2 separate regions of the Astyanax mexicanus genome follow, and region 2 is linked to region 1. A link is a contact called in public Hi-C data. All regions are on one chromosome and are shown on one strand. Each heading gives the region's core, a stretch centred on a gene start, on an enhancer-like site or on the middle of the called end of the contact. The rest is flanking DNA. Distances are from core to core; before and after follow the strand shown.

Evidence for each region. A called contact is a pair of places that touch in the nucleus more often than the background predicts.
Region 2: a contact with region 1 is called in a Hi-C map of muscle, with 15 times the contacts expected there. The contact joins the promoter of LOC103040540 here to the enhancer-like site in region 1. A contact is called at or near these places in 2 of 3 Hi-C or Micro-C datasets (both in muscle).

The regions. Positions count from the first base shown.
Region 1 is chr18:12,074,225-12,081,014 of AstMex3_surface, reverse strand. fzd4 (frizzled class receptor 4) reads left to right here. Exons shown (of 2, transcript XM_015605665.3): 2 at 3,417-6,790. The coding sequence ends at 4,751. Among protein-coding and RNA genes, the nearest start is that of fzd4, 4.8 kb to the left of the region's middle. Within about 2 kb of position 3,709, the one cell type or tissue checked has an H3K27ac peak away from gene starts, as active enhancers do.
Region 2 is chr18:12,124,782-12,131,571 of AstMex3_surface, reverse strand. LOC103040540 (cytoplasmic dynein 2 heavy chain 1) reads right to left here and starts at 3,803. Exons shown (of 91, transcript XM_049466927.1): 1 at 3,672-3,803; 2 at 2,573-2,759; 3 at 1,961-2,131; 4 at 1,347-1,485; 5 at 963-1,081; 6 at 311-455; 7 at 1-226. The coding sequence starts at 2,755.

The DNA of each region.
Region 1 (6,790 bases), core at 2,460-4,959:
TATTATATATGTTAATATCTAATTATGTAAGTAAGTAACTATTTCTAGTGTGTGTTTATTAGTGTGTGTGTTTACTTAGGGTGTTTATCTCTGTTTTGACTTCAGTGTGTCTGCAGCTTGCACGAGTTTGGTGTAGGTGTGTGTGTGTATATGTGTCTGTGTGTTTGGATTATAGTTTCCCTCAGCGGTTAGGAATGACCACAGTGAAAATCCGACATTTCCTCTAGTCAGTACACTCCCCTGAACACACACACACTCTGCATTTCACTCGCAAAACTGTTTAATCAAATTTACTGTAGTTTAGAATAACTCTATAAGTGTAGTGTATTTATTGACCATGTTTATTGTTAATACTTTCTGTGGCTGATACTCTTTCAGTTCCTGTTGTTGGAGATTTCTCCAACCTCTAGGCCTCTAGTTCTAGTTTCCGAACACTTCAGCAACTGAATCCCCATTACTTGTGCAATATTGCCAAATCAACAACCAACCACAAAGTATGATACATCCACCCCCATGCTTCACAGTTGGCAAGTTATTAATTTTTTCTTTAAAATGTACCTATGCTGATTGTGGCAAAATAGTTCTGACTTCACCGGTCTACAGCATTTGTTTTACAAAGTGCATCTGGCATTCATTTGCTTATCTTGTTCTAAGACCTTGACAAAAAACAAATCCTAGGTTGCCCAAGCTTTTGTACAGGCCACACTGCTGATTTTTTAAAATAGTTTTGTCTGTGCATTAGAATCTGATATAATTATGCTGTTGATGGTTTAGCTATAGAAGCTTGATTTATTATATTTCAAAGCCATTCATTAATGGCATACAGATATTTGTTTAAGTGAAGTGAAGTCAGTCATATTATTTTATCAAATTAAAATCAAATCATATTTATTAATGATGTTGTACTGTTTGACTGGACACTAATATTAATTTGTGTAAGGTGTGTATATCAATTAAAAGTATATACAGTTGGTGTATACAGTGTTTACATTGCTGTTGTATACAGAGTGTGTGATGTGTGTATAGAGTGTACAGAGTATATACAGTCTCACAAAAGTGAGTACACCTCTCATGTAAATGTACTGTCCCCTTTAAAATAACTCAACACACAGCCATTTATGTGAAAATAAAAGTGAAAATGGCAGAAATGGCGCCCAAAGCCTTTTTGGGCATGGATTCCATCAGAGCTTCACGGGTTTCCTCTGGAATCTTTTCCTCACCTCCTTGATGACATCAAGGATCTGGTGGATGTTAGAGACCTTGCACTTCTACAGCCTTTTGCTTGAGGTTGCCCCACAGGTGCTCAGTTGGGTTTATGTCTGGAGACATACATACATACTAGTCCATCACCTTTACTTTTAGCTTCCTGTGCAAGGCAGTTGTCATCTTGGAGGTATGTTTGGAGTCATTATCACGTTACCAGTTACTGAAGGTAGGAACAGTATATGTTGGAATTTAGATCCCCAGCACTGGAAGTACTCAAGCTGCCCCAGACCATGATGCTACCACCACCATGCTTGACTGTGAGCAAGGCACAGTGCTTGGTACTCCTCTCCAGGATACTGCCACATATGCTGGACACTATCTGAGCCAAACAAATTAATATTGATCTCATTAGATCACAAGACACATTCCAGTATCCATGCTCTTGAACTACTTGTCTTCAGCAAACTGTTTCAGGCTTTTTTGTGCATCAGCTTTAGAAGAGGCTACCTTCTAGGACATTGCCATGTAAACAGAGTTGATGCAGTTTGTGGTGTATGGTCTGCGGGCTGACCTCCCACTTCTTCAAGCTCTGCAGCAATACTGGCAGCACTTATACATCAATTTTCAAACAGCCAATGGATATTATTATTAACACGTGAAAACAGCTTATTTGGTTGAACTTGGGGAGGCCTGTTCTGAGTGGAAAACTGCTGTATAACCCTGGCCATTGTGCTGTATCTCAGAAAGTGCCATGTTAAATATCCAGTGGCCAGTGTGAGATAATTGAACCCAAAAAAATAACCTTGTAAACTAATGAGTCACATGACACTGGGGAAGGAAAATAGCTCATTTGGCACAATTTGAACATGTTTACTTAGGGGTGTGCTCACTTGTGTTGCCAGCAGTTTATACATTAATGGCTGTGTGTTGAATTATTTTGAGGGCACAGTAAATTTACACTGTTATCCTGTAGCTGTACACAGACTACTTTACATCAAAGAGTTAGCAAACATCTAAAGATCTATAGTGTTGCCCACTAAATATTTACAAATATGGGGTGTACAGATTTTTTTTGAGATGCTGTACCGATACTTTGTGTATACAAAGTGTGCAATATCTGTAAACTGTGTGTATACAGTGGCTGCATAAAGTAAATGCATATTTGTGTGTTTACAGTGTGTGTATACAGTAAGTGTATTCACGATGAATGCATACAGTATGCGTATAACTTGAGAATATACAGTAATCACACAGATTTTAGATATGACTATATATCAGGAAATAAAGGCTTTAGTGTTAAAAACAGTCAAAAACGTTTTGAATCTCGCTGATGTAACACAGAGCAGCAGGGAGGGTCTACTGTGCAGAATGCTGTATTTTTATCTCTTTATTAAATTATATAATAACACAGAAATTTACAGAACAATGCTGTGATTTACTTGTGTTCACTGTTACTCAAGCAAACATGGAGTCAACTGTTACTAATAAACTCTCTGCTTTTTACTTTATATACTGTCTGTTTATATACACCGCACATATACACCCCTTCTAATTAATGTATTCAGTTACTTTAGGATGATAAGCCTTGCCAATACCATAGGAGCAGATAAACGTGAACATGTTGGCATCACACAAACACTGGAGAGGTATAAAGCCCCCCTAGTATTGAGCTGTGGAACAGTGGAACTGTGTTCTCTGGAATGATGGTGTCTCATTCAGTACTTTTGGGATGAGTAGGGGATAAGGTGGTAATCATCCAACATCCTGACCTCGCTAGCACTCTTATCACTGAATGCAATCAATTCCTGACAGCAATGCTCCAAATTCTGACAGAATGTCTTCCCTGAACAATGGAGACAGTCACTCCAACAAAAGCAGGATAAATGATTTTTTAAATACCACTGATCCAAGACAAAACAATTTATGTCCCAATACCTTTGTCCAAATATGGTACTGTTAAAATTACTTGTTAAATTATTTGAGTAAACAAAAACCAAATACATTTAACTGTCAGAAAGTATGAGGACCCCTGCTGCTTCAGAGTTCCTCTTTATATCAGGGGTATTTTCTAAGTGTTTGTTATCTTCTTGCCATTGGGCATAGTGACCTGCTGTTCCAGAGCAGAGTGTCCGGTTCTACTGGTTGATGTGAGAGATGTGTTTAGCAAACAGATGTAACTGATGTGCTTTCTCTATTTTCTCTCCCCTCAGTTCTTCCTGTGTGCAGTGTATGCACCCATGTGCACAGAGAAGGTTCCAGTAACCATTGGTCCATGCGGCAGCATGTGCCTGGCAGTGAAGCGGAAGTGTTTACCCGTGCTGCAGGAGTTTGGCTTCGTGTGGCCGGAGCTGCTGAACTGCAGCCTCTTCCCACCCACCAATGACCAGAACCACATGTGCATGGAGGGTCCGGCCGAAGACGACCTGTTCCACCCCAATAAGCCAGTGGCCCCGCACGAGGAGGAGTGTGTGACAATGGGTGGAGGAGGCCCAGAGCAATATGCCTGGGCCAAGAGGAGCGGCAGCTGCGTCCTGCAGTGTGGATACGAGTCTGGGCTGTACCGCCGGCAAGCCAAGATGTTCACGGACGTTTGGATGGCTGTGTGGGCAGTGCTGTGTTTCATCTCCACCTCTTTCACGGTGCTGACCTTCCTCCTGGACTCAGCGCGCTTTTCCTACCCTGAACGCCCTATCATGTTCCTCAGCATGTGCTACAACGTCTACAGTGTGGCCTTCTTGGTGCGACTGACCGCCGGCCGGGAGCGGATATCCTGCGACCTAGACGAGGCGGCCGTGCCTGTTCTCGCGCAAGAGGGTCTCAAGAACACTGGCTGTGCTGTGGTCTTCCTCTTGGCTTATTTCTTCGGCATGGCCAGCTCTATCTGGTGGGTCATCCTCACGCTGACCTGGTTCCTTGCAGCAGGTCTCAAATGGGGCCATGAGGCCATAGAGATGCACAGTTCCTACTTCCACATTGCGGCCTGGGCGATCCCAGCAGTAAAGACCATAGTCATCCTAATCATGCGGCTGGTGGACGCAGATGACCTTACCGGGCTCTGCTACGTAGGAAACCAGAATCTGGATGCGCTGACTGGTTTTGTGGTAGCGCCGCTGTTCACATACCTGGTGATTGGGACGCTTTTTATCGCAGCAGGGTTGGTGGCACTCTTCAAAATACGCTCCAACTTGCAGAAGGACGGCACAAAGACGGACAAGCTGGAGCGTCTGATGGTCAAAATCGGAGTCTTCTCTGTCCTCTACACGGTGCCCGCCACCTGTGTCATTGCATGCTACTTCTACCAGATCTCCAACTGGGCTGATTTTCACCAGACAGCAAGAGACTCCTACATGGCGGCCGAAATGCTTAGGATTTTCATGTCGCTGCTCGTAGGCATCACCTGTGGCATGTGGGTGTGGTCTGCTAAGACCCTTCACACCTGGCAGCGCTGCTCGCTTCGCCTGCTGCACTCACGCAGGAGCTCCCGTGCCCACCAGAGCGGCGAGGGCTGGGCCAAACCTGGCAAGGGCAATGAGACTGTGGTGTGAAGCACACATAAGATAGGGAGAGCTGGGAAAAGAGGGAAAATAGTGGCTCAGGCATGAAAAGAACGATGGCACCACCTTGTGGACATTTGTTGAAAGTGCACAACGTTGCCACCACCCCCTTTACTCTCTCTCAGAACAGAACTGAGAACTTATGTAGCAGCATCAGCTCCTCAAACATAATGCAGAGACGTTTTAACTGATGATTATTACACTGGACACTTGCAACACAACAGAACCTCTCTAGCAGAACAGGTTCTGCTTCAACTGACCCAACTCTTTTTTCCTGTCGCTTCAACACTGTGGTAATGCAGCAAAGACACCTGGGAAATGTACTTGTTTTTAGTCCTCAGCGAACAGCACAGTTTACCTCGCACTGAGACACGGCAGTCTGTTCTTTCTTTCCTGTTTGCTCTGTTCCGTACCTCTGGAATGGCAGCTAGAACCCTGGTGGGTCAGGATTCTGGAACTATGCCCTGATTCGTGTTCTTGAACCACACCTGTTTTAGTGTAGTAGAGCCATGCCTCCGGTAGTACTGCCTTAGTTAGTACCCTTCTAAATACCTTGTTGTAGAGTCTTGCCTAATTTAGGGTTCTAGGACTCTGCATGTATTCTGCTTGGTTTCGAATTCTGCAGCCCTGCCTTGTGTGGGTTTCTAGAACTGCTTTGAACTGATGCAAAGCTGGTTTAGGACTCTAGAAACCTGCTTGTGTTGACATTCAACAACCCTGCCCCTATTTTTTTTTTTTAGAACTGTGACACATGTAGTACCTCGCACCTGTTTGTTCTGAACCTCTGGACTGGTAGCTAGAACCGTGGTGAGTCAGGATTCTGGAACATTGGCCTGATTCGTGTTCTTGAAGCACAGCTGGTTTAGTGTTGTAGAGCCATGCCTCTAGTAGCATTGTAGGACACATGGTTACTGTTCTTGAATGTTGCCTTACTCTTATTCTTGTGGAATCGAGCCTGATGTAGGGTTTTAGAACATTTATTGGTTTAAATTTTTTTGCCCACTTGAGAAATTTCGAACTCTCCTTTATTTAGGATTAGAATTCTATAACCCTACCTTGTCTGAAATGATTGAAATCTGCCCTATGTTTTTTAACCCCGTGTTGGCCTCATGCTGTTGTAGAAGCATGTCTTTAGTATTATTGTAGGACACTGCCTCAGATTTTAAGAACTCTGACAGTTTTATTGTTCTGAAACACCACATTATTCTAAATACTTTTTCTAATTATTGTAGAATCATGCCTGATTTAGGGTTCTAGAACCCGGTTTGTGATTTTCTGTCCACTTTGGAAATGTCAAATCTTGGCCAATTAAAAATTCTAGAAACCCGCATGGCCGAAGATTCTAAAACTCTGACCCATTTTATTATCCTAGAGCTCTGTCTGTTTTATTATTCTAAAAATATATATGCTTTGGACTGATATATTCATGCATGATTCAGGATTTCAGGACCTCAGCTGGTTTGGGATTTTAGAATCCTGCTTGATTTAAGACTCTAGTATCTTACTTGTTTTCAGGTTCAGGTATTTAGTGTTCCAGAATCTTTCACATTTTAGCATTCTACACTTTAGTGAGTTGTCTGGTTTAGTATTCTACAGTCCTATCACCCTTTGATATTCTAAAATGCTTACAATACTTCAGTCATTTAAACACAACTATTTCATTTTCTGAAAACCTAACTGGTTTAGGAGTCTGGTATCCTGTTTTTTTTTTTTTTTTTTGAAAACTGCTTAGTTTAGGATTTTGCAACCCTACCTGGTTTGGGATTCGACAACAGCACCCCCTGCCTTTTTTAGTTTGGGTTTTCCAGAACTGCGAATCACTTAGTGTTCCAGAACCTTTCAGGTTTTAGTGTTCTACCTTAATTAGTATTCTAGTACCAGAATTTTGCAACCCTACCTGATTTGGGATTCTAGAACAGCTGCCTATGTCCCTTTTAGTTTTGGTTATCCAGAACTGTGCATTACTTAGTGTCCCAGAACCTTCTACGATTTTGTGTTTTACCTTAATTAGTATTCTAGAACCTAGTCAC
Region 2 (6,790 bases), core at 2,554-5,053, 50 kb before region 1:
AGTCGCTGAATGAGGTTTTTTAACCCGTGTGGGTGGAGCTTATCCCCCTCCCACAGGTGTGGTGAATAGCGTTTCCACAGCTGTCCGGTCAAGTGCTCACATGCTGTCACCCACTGCTCACACAGAGTCACGCCCTCTCTTAGATTTTCTCTCACTGTCAGATACGGATCTTCCCACAGATGCAGGACACAGAGCTTTTTCTGAACAAACCGGCCCAGAGACGATCCTACACAAACAGTTACACAAAATTTCACACAAAGCTTGTCCTGCAGCTATAGAATAACACAAAAAGCTGTAACTTTATAAAAACCTATGATGTCCATGAGTCTGCGCATGCGGATTTCGGGATAGGGCGTGTGCTCATTTTGTCTCCAAACATCATCCAGAACATCTTGAGAGTTTTCAGCTAGTTCCAGCGCATCCAATAAACTCAGGCTTTCCAGGTTACTGTAATCCTGCAACACACACACACACACACACATCCAGGAGAATATATACTGTTATAAATTCCATGTATATTTAATACATGCTGAGGATGTTCAGTATATAAGACAGGGTCTGTAGAATCCTTTACTACAGAGGAACATTGTGTAACCATTTAGACCCTTTAGAAATCAGTATATGCTAGGGTTAAGTTTTCTTTTCCACTTTTTCAATGTACCAATTTATTCAGAAAAAAAGAAAAAGACCTTTGAAAAAAGGTGTCTTTACACATGTATGCACAGGTCACCAAAACAAATTATTGATCATTTTGGGTGGCAAACAGCAGCAACCAGTTGCCACCACATTATTGCAATACATAGGATTCGGTTATAAGTTGCCACCTCTGTATAAAACCCAAAAGTGAGGTTGCCAGTTGAAAAGAGAACCCCCATTACGGGGATTCTGATAATAGTTCTAAGGTCTTACACAATATTGTGTCTCGTCACAACCTTAGTATATGTATGTGTGTGTTTGTTTACCTTAACTATTGGCTTAAAAAGCTCAGAAAAGTGTGCTGCTCTTTCTCTTTTGCTGCTCTTCTCTACTGTTTGACCCAACTCAGCCCAGTACTGGAACTCATCACTTGGCGTTACAATACCTGCACACACATGTAACAAGAGATTTCAGTGTTCACAAAAAAGACACATAAAACAGTCCACATAACTGAAACTCCTGAACATTTATGGGGCTTAAAAATCACATTAAAATGTAAAATTTATGTTAGATATAATAGTTACATTCAAATACTTTTACCAGCTGACTTATATGATACCATATAAATTTATTACATTTGTTACTGAGGAAACATTTTTAATTAAGGGGGCCATTCATGTCCATGTGAAGCAATGGCGATGAACACTCACCCACAACATCATCCTCAGACAGCCTCTTTTTGCCTGAATCCTTAGGAAGTGTGTGTCGAAGCACTGATCCCAACCCCTCCTCAAGCTCACTGAGAAGAGACTGCAGCCGTGGATCAAATGCCTGGCTCCACTTCTCATCCTACACAGACAATCACAAAAATCAACAAGGACACACAGAGACACACACACATGTAAGGGATGTGCACATGTACACTTGCAAAGTTAATTTGTTATACAGACCCAAAATGTACAGAAATACTAAAAAGCTATTTTGTTTGTATTTCTTTAAGTACAAATACTTACTACAGGGATGTTTTATTTTTTCAAGAACAGGCCTAGGCACCTCAGTTGCTCTAAAGGGAAACTTTATTGCCTTATTATACAAAAAATTGGCTGGGTGTATGAAGGACCCTCTATGTTAACTCCTACAAACTTGAACATCATAAAAGCTCCTGTAGGTATAATGGGGTCCCAATAATTATATCAATAAAGTTTATGATCAATAGGATTATCCCTGGATTCATAAATAAACTTTTTAAATACAATTTTACTATGTTGGTCTGTTTAGTATGTAAGCTAAAGTGAATGGTGTGTAATGAATTGTGTTTGTCTACCTGTAAAAGTGCAGGGTTGAACACCTGTCTGAGTGTTTGGTAGAGGGTGTGGACTGGAGACTCCAGCATGGTGGAGACAAGCACGGCTCTGCTGACATTCTCTTCCGTAATCACACACGGATGCAACTTGAAGAACACCAACACACGCTCTTCATCCCAATCACTGTCCATCTGTGTATACATCCACAAAAGAAGAACAAAGTCAGAGGACTGAAGAAGGATGCACTTTCAAACGAATGTCTATTAAGATGTATGTAAAAAGGTAGCTGATATAAGAGATTAGCAGTTAGTGATCTTCTCCAAGCATGTTGATTTTCAATGGGATTAGAAGTAGTCTGAAAAGAAGTGATGGAGTTTCACATGTTTTGGAGAAATACCTAGCCTACATGCTAGCCTACATCTTCCCAGTATTGAAGCATCAAGTTGTTCTAAACTGAGAAGCCTTTTCTTACTAAGACTTGTCTCTATGTGGTTACCAGAGAGATTCAGAGACAGTATTAAAATACTGGTGGCAAAGTCAGTAAAAACTGTACAATACAATGCAGCCGATTAAAGAAGAGTTTTAAAAAGAGGGAGAAACATCGCCCATTCAAAAAGTCACTTTAGCTGCACCTTATTGAAGAAGCGCAGCTGATCTCCATCACTGCTGGTTACCAGGATAAACTGGTTTGCATCATCTAGGAAGGTATTGAGCTCAGTGGATGTAGACAGGGAGTATGCTGGCTTCAGGCTGAAATAATTTGCTGCTGTGTTCAGTAGAAAGAGCTTACGGGGGTCTTTCACAGCAGAGTCCATCTCACTGTTAAAACAAACACATGCACAAAAATTAAAATCAAAGTTGGAGCCAGAGTTTTGAATTTAATGTCTTAAGTTTACAAATAGTCCACATCGTTTTTTAGTAATTACTTCTTTTGTTTATCTTATTAAATATTATTTTTGCATTATATTGATCTGAATTTTAGTCAGCAAAATAGCTTCATAAAGTTCATGAAGCAAGCTAGAAATGCTAAACCATTTGTGGATGTTAAAATGATTGTGTTTTCTAAAGAAAGCTTGCAAATAAACATTACATTACAAATAAAAATGTTTTACACCCAATTTTCTACTTTTAATTTGTTTAAATTTACCACCAAATAGACAGAAAAGAAATTGATACACGTTACACTGACGAATACTGTTCAGTAAGTAGGTTATGTTTGTAGCTTGTTCTCAAAAAGGAATCCGAATAGCCACTAACTTACACACATATTTTGGACATACTAAGAGATTAATATATAATTCTTTTTACTTTTCTAAAACATGAAACATTCCTGTGTCTGTGTAAAAGTGTTTTACTCCATAACAGCAGCATATTTTACGTGTAATGTGCTTAACGGTAAAGAAACGTCATAGAAATCTCTGTTAACATACTTAGCTACAGGAGTTAGTTAGCTAACGGTCGAGTATAACAATAATAATACCAGGAATTCTAACGTTGAACTAGTTAGCGTTAGCTATCTTTGCTAACCTAACAGTTACCTTTACTTAATACACTGAGCGCGACTAAGCTAAGCTAGCTAAATTAGCCTAGCAAACAAATCGCTGTTCCGCTCTTTTTGCGCCAACGCGGTAAAACCTCTGTACTTTAACCGCCTCAGATGATCATAAACGCGTATTTGTATCTTGTACATCAAGCTCAACCCGAACAGCAATAAAATAAACGATATTTTACCTCAGAAATCACCCTGCGCACCATTAGCTGCAGCGCCCTAACGCTGCGCGAGAGGTAAAGCTGGCGTGGTTGCCGTGGCAACACCACGGAGATTACGTAGCGCTAGTCTGCGTTGGACATCTCTGCTACGCCTTTTTTAGTGTAATATATATATATATATATTTTAATGTAGTATAATATTTTTAGTGTAGTATAATGATTTTTTTAGTGTAGTATATTTTAGTGTAGTATAATATTTTTTGTAGTGTTTTTTTCTTTTTTGTGTAGTTATTATTTATTTTTACTATGTATTCAATAAGCAAGTATACAAATAACATCAGACAAATATAATATCCATGTTACAGTGTAGGTACAAATTTAAGTACTCATGGATGCAACATACTGAATGAAATACAGAAAAAAATCACAGAATTAGACAACATAGAAAACATAGCAAAAATAATACATTAATTGTGGAAGGCTCATCAATATCCGTACATTAGATCATCATTATAAAACAGATCATTTTTTGTATTATGCTTAAGATTATCTTACTTAAGAGAAGTGAATTAAACTCAGTTAAATAGATAGAAAAGCTTAGATTTAGTTTAAGAATTTTTGTTTGTTAATAAAATATTGACTGCCGCTTCTGACTCTGCATGCCCTGTGTCTGACTCCGCGTGTGCCATTTCTGACTCCACGTGTGCCGTTGTCTGACTTTGCGTGTGCACGTCTGCCTCCATTGTGCCCAGTGTCTTGATTCCCGAGCCCAGTGTCCCCATGTTTGAGTCTGCATGCGCTATGTCTAACTTCACATGCACTGTACCTGACTCCACCTGTGCCATGTCTCTCTCTATTTGTGCCATATCTAACTTCATGTGTGCCCTCTCTGACGCTGTGAGCACCATACCTGCATTATATCTAACTCTGTGTGCCATGCCTCACTCAATGTGCACTGTATCTAACTCTACATATGCTGTGTCTGATTTCATGTGCACCTTGTCTATATGTGCCCTGTCTGACGTTGTGTGCTCCATGTCTGCATCATGACTCCACGTGCGCCATGTCTGACTCCATGTGCACTGTAACTGACTCTATGTGTGCCCTGTCTGACTCTGCGTGTATCATGTCTGTATCGTATCTGACTCCATGTGTGCTGTGTCTGACTCCACATGCCCCAATCCAGCTAACAGCACAAAAGCGAGGATCTTTTCTGACCTTCTTAGAGAGCCCAGGTCATTTTAAACACATCTGGGTTTGTTTTATACCGTGGCACAAAATGACCAACGTATGCTTTTTGGTAAAAGCTAAGCTAATACTGCTGCACACAAACCCGACTAAAAAGCTACTAAACTTCAAACATTTGTTTGCATTTCATCCACACGGTGAGGCAGAGGTAAGGTCCTAAACCCTGTATGTTTTTATTCCTCAGACAGAACCACAGTTCAGGAAACGACTGCAGAGCTAACTCTGTGCAAGGGTTTAGCGGGGGTTGTATGGCTGGCGTTGTGGGTTTGTGGCCAGTTGAGCTGAAGAGCCATATTAATGGAGTCTTTGTGATTTGTAATGTGGGAAAATACCTCAGACGAGCACCAGCCCGGAGAACAGCTGCAGAACTGCATCAACTGAGTGTGTTGGGGGTGGAGGGGCTGTAATTCCCTGTATAATGGGCTTTTTCTGACTGTAGACAAGCCCTCCATACTAATGCGATGACTGTATGTATGCATGTGTGTGTGTGTGTTTTCACTGTGCAGCTGCAGAGTTGATGACCCTGGTCTCGTCACAGGAATTACACTGCGATACACTGCCAAGCAGACGTAAAACAGAACACGATCACCCCACTGAGGGATACACAATACACACACACATTCCTCAAACTTGGACATCAGGCATTTTAACAGCAGCACTGAGACAAGATGTTTCAACTTCAATTGCATAAAGTGCAGGAGGACCCTTGAGAGAGAGACACGCATAAACACATACACACATTGTTTATGAGCACAGGGCCTTAGCCTATGCTTTGCACAGTGGTGATGAATGGAATACATGACCACAACACAAATATTTCCTTTTTATTCACCACACAAACCCACCAGAGGTCCAGAGTGCATGTTATATGAAATGATGATGAGGGTAAAAGGAATCTGAGCAAATACAGTTTTCTGCACAAAGCTATGCATACTGTTAAACCAAACCAAAAAGTGTTTGTCCTCCACAGTCCCCTGACCTAAACCTGATCAACTGAGAATGTGATTTGTGATGAGCTGGAGCTTCAAAGCATGAAGGAAAAGCAGCCATTTTTGTTCAGCACCTCCAGGATCTCCTTCATGACACTGATAAAACTGTTCCAGATGACTCTACCTCAAGAGTGTGCAGGTCTGTCCTCAAAGCTAAATGTGCTACTTCGAAGAATCTAAAGAATTAAACATAATCTGATTTGTTTAACAGTTTTGTTTACAAAATAATAAATAGAAAGAAAACTCAAGGAATGAAAAGAGGTGGGTCTAAACTTTTGACTGGTACTGTACATAAGGCATCTTCCGCCTAATTTCAATGCAGTTAGATTTTAAACTTTTGACTGGTACTGTACATAAGGCATCTTCCGTCTAATTTCAATGCAGTTAGATTTTAAAGACCGTTTAGATCGAAAATCTTCTCCAAAAGACACTGTCTCAGAAATCAGACAGTGTCTTGATAACCATTTGGTGTAATAATGTTCTGTAAGGTAAGCTATATTGCCAAAAGTATTTGCTCACCCATTCAAATCACTGAACTCTGATTCAAATGACTGAACTCTGATTCAAATGACTTAACTCTCACTACTAAGAATTCCATAGGCCAACTGTCAGTGATGTTTTAACACAGTGGAACAGACTGGGAACAAGCAAACTGGCTCTGTTAGCATTAAATTTTCAGTCATTCAAAAATCAGGGCCTGATTTAAGCTCTAAAAACAGGCAAACATTTTTAGTTCATTTGTCTTAGTCTAGTTAGCTAATGTTGGCCCTACTTATAAAAGTCAATTCACATCCTTTTCCTTTTGTCATTAGTAGTACATTTACATTTTCATTAAATTTATTGCTTTTGAACTGTCGCTTCAGCAAACCTACTTCAGGTTCTGCTGGAAAATGAAATCTGTAT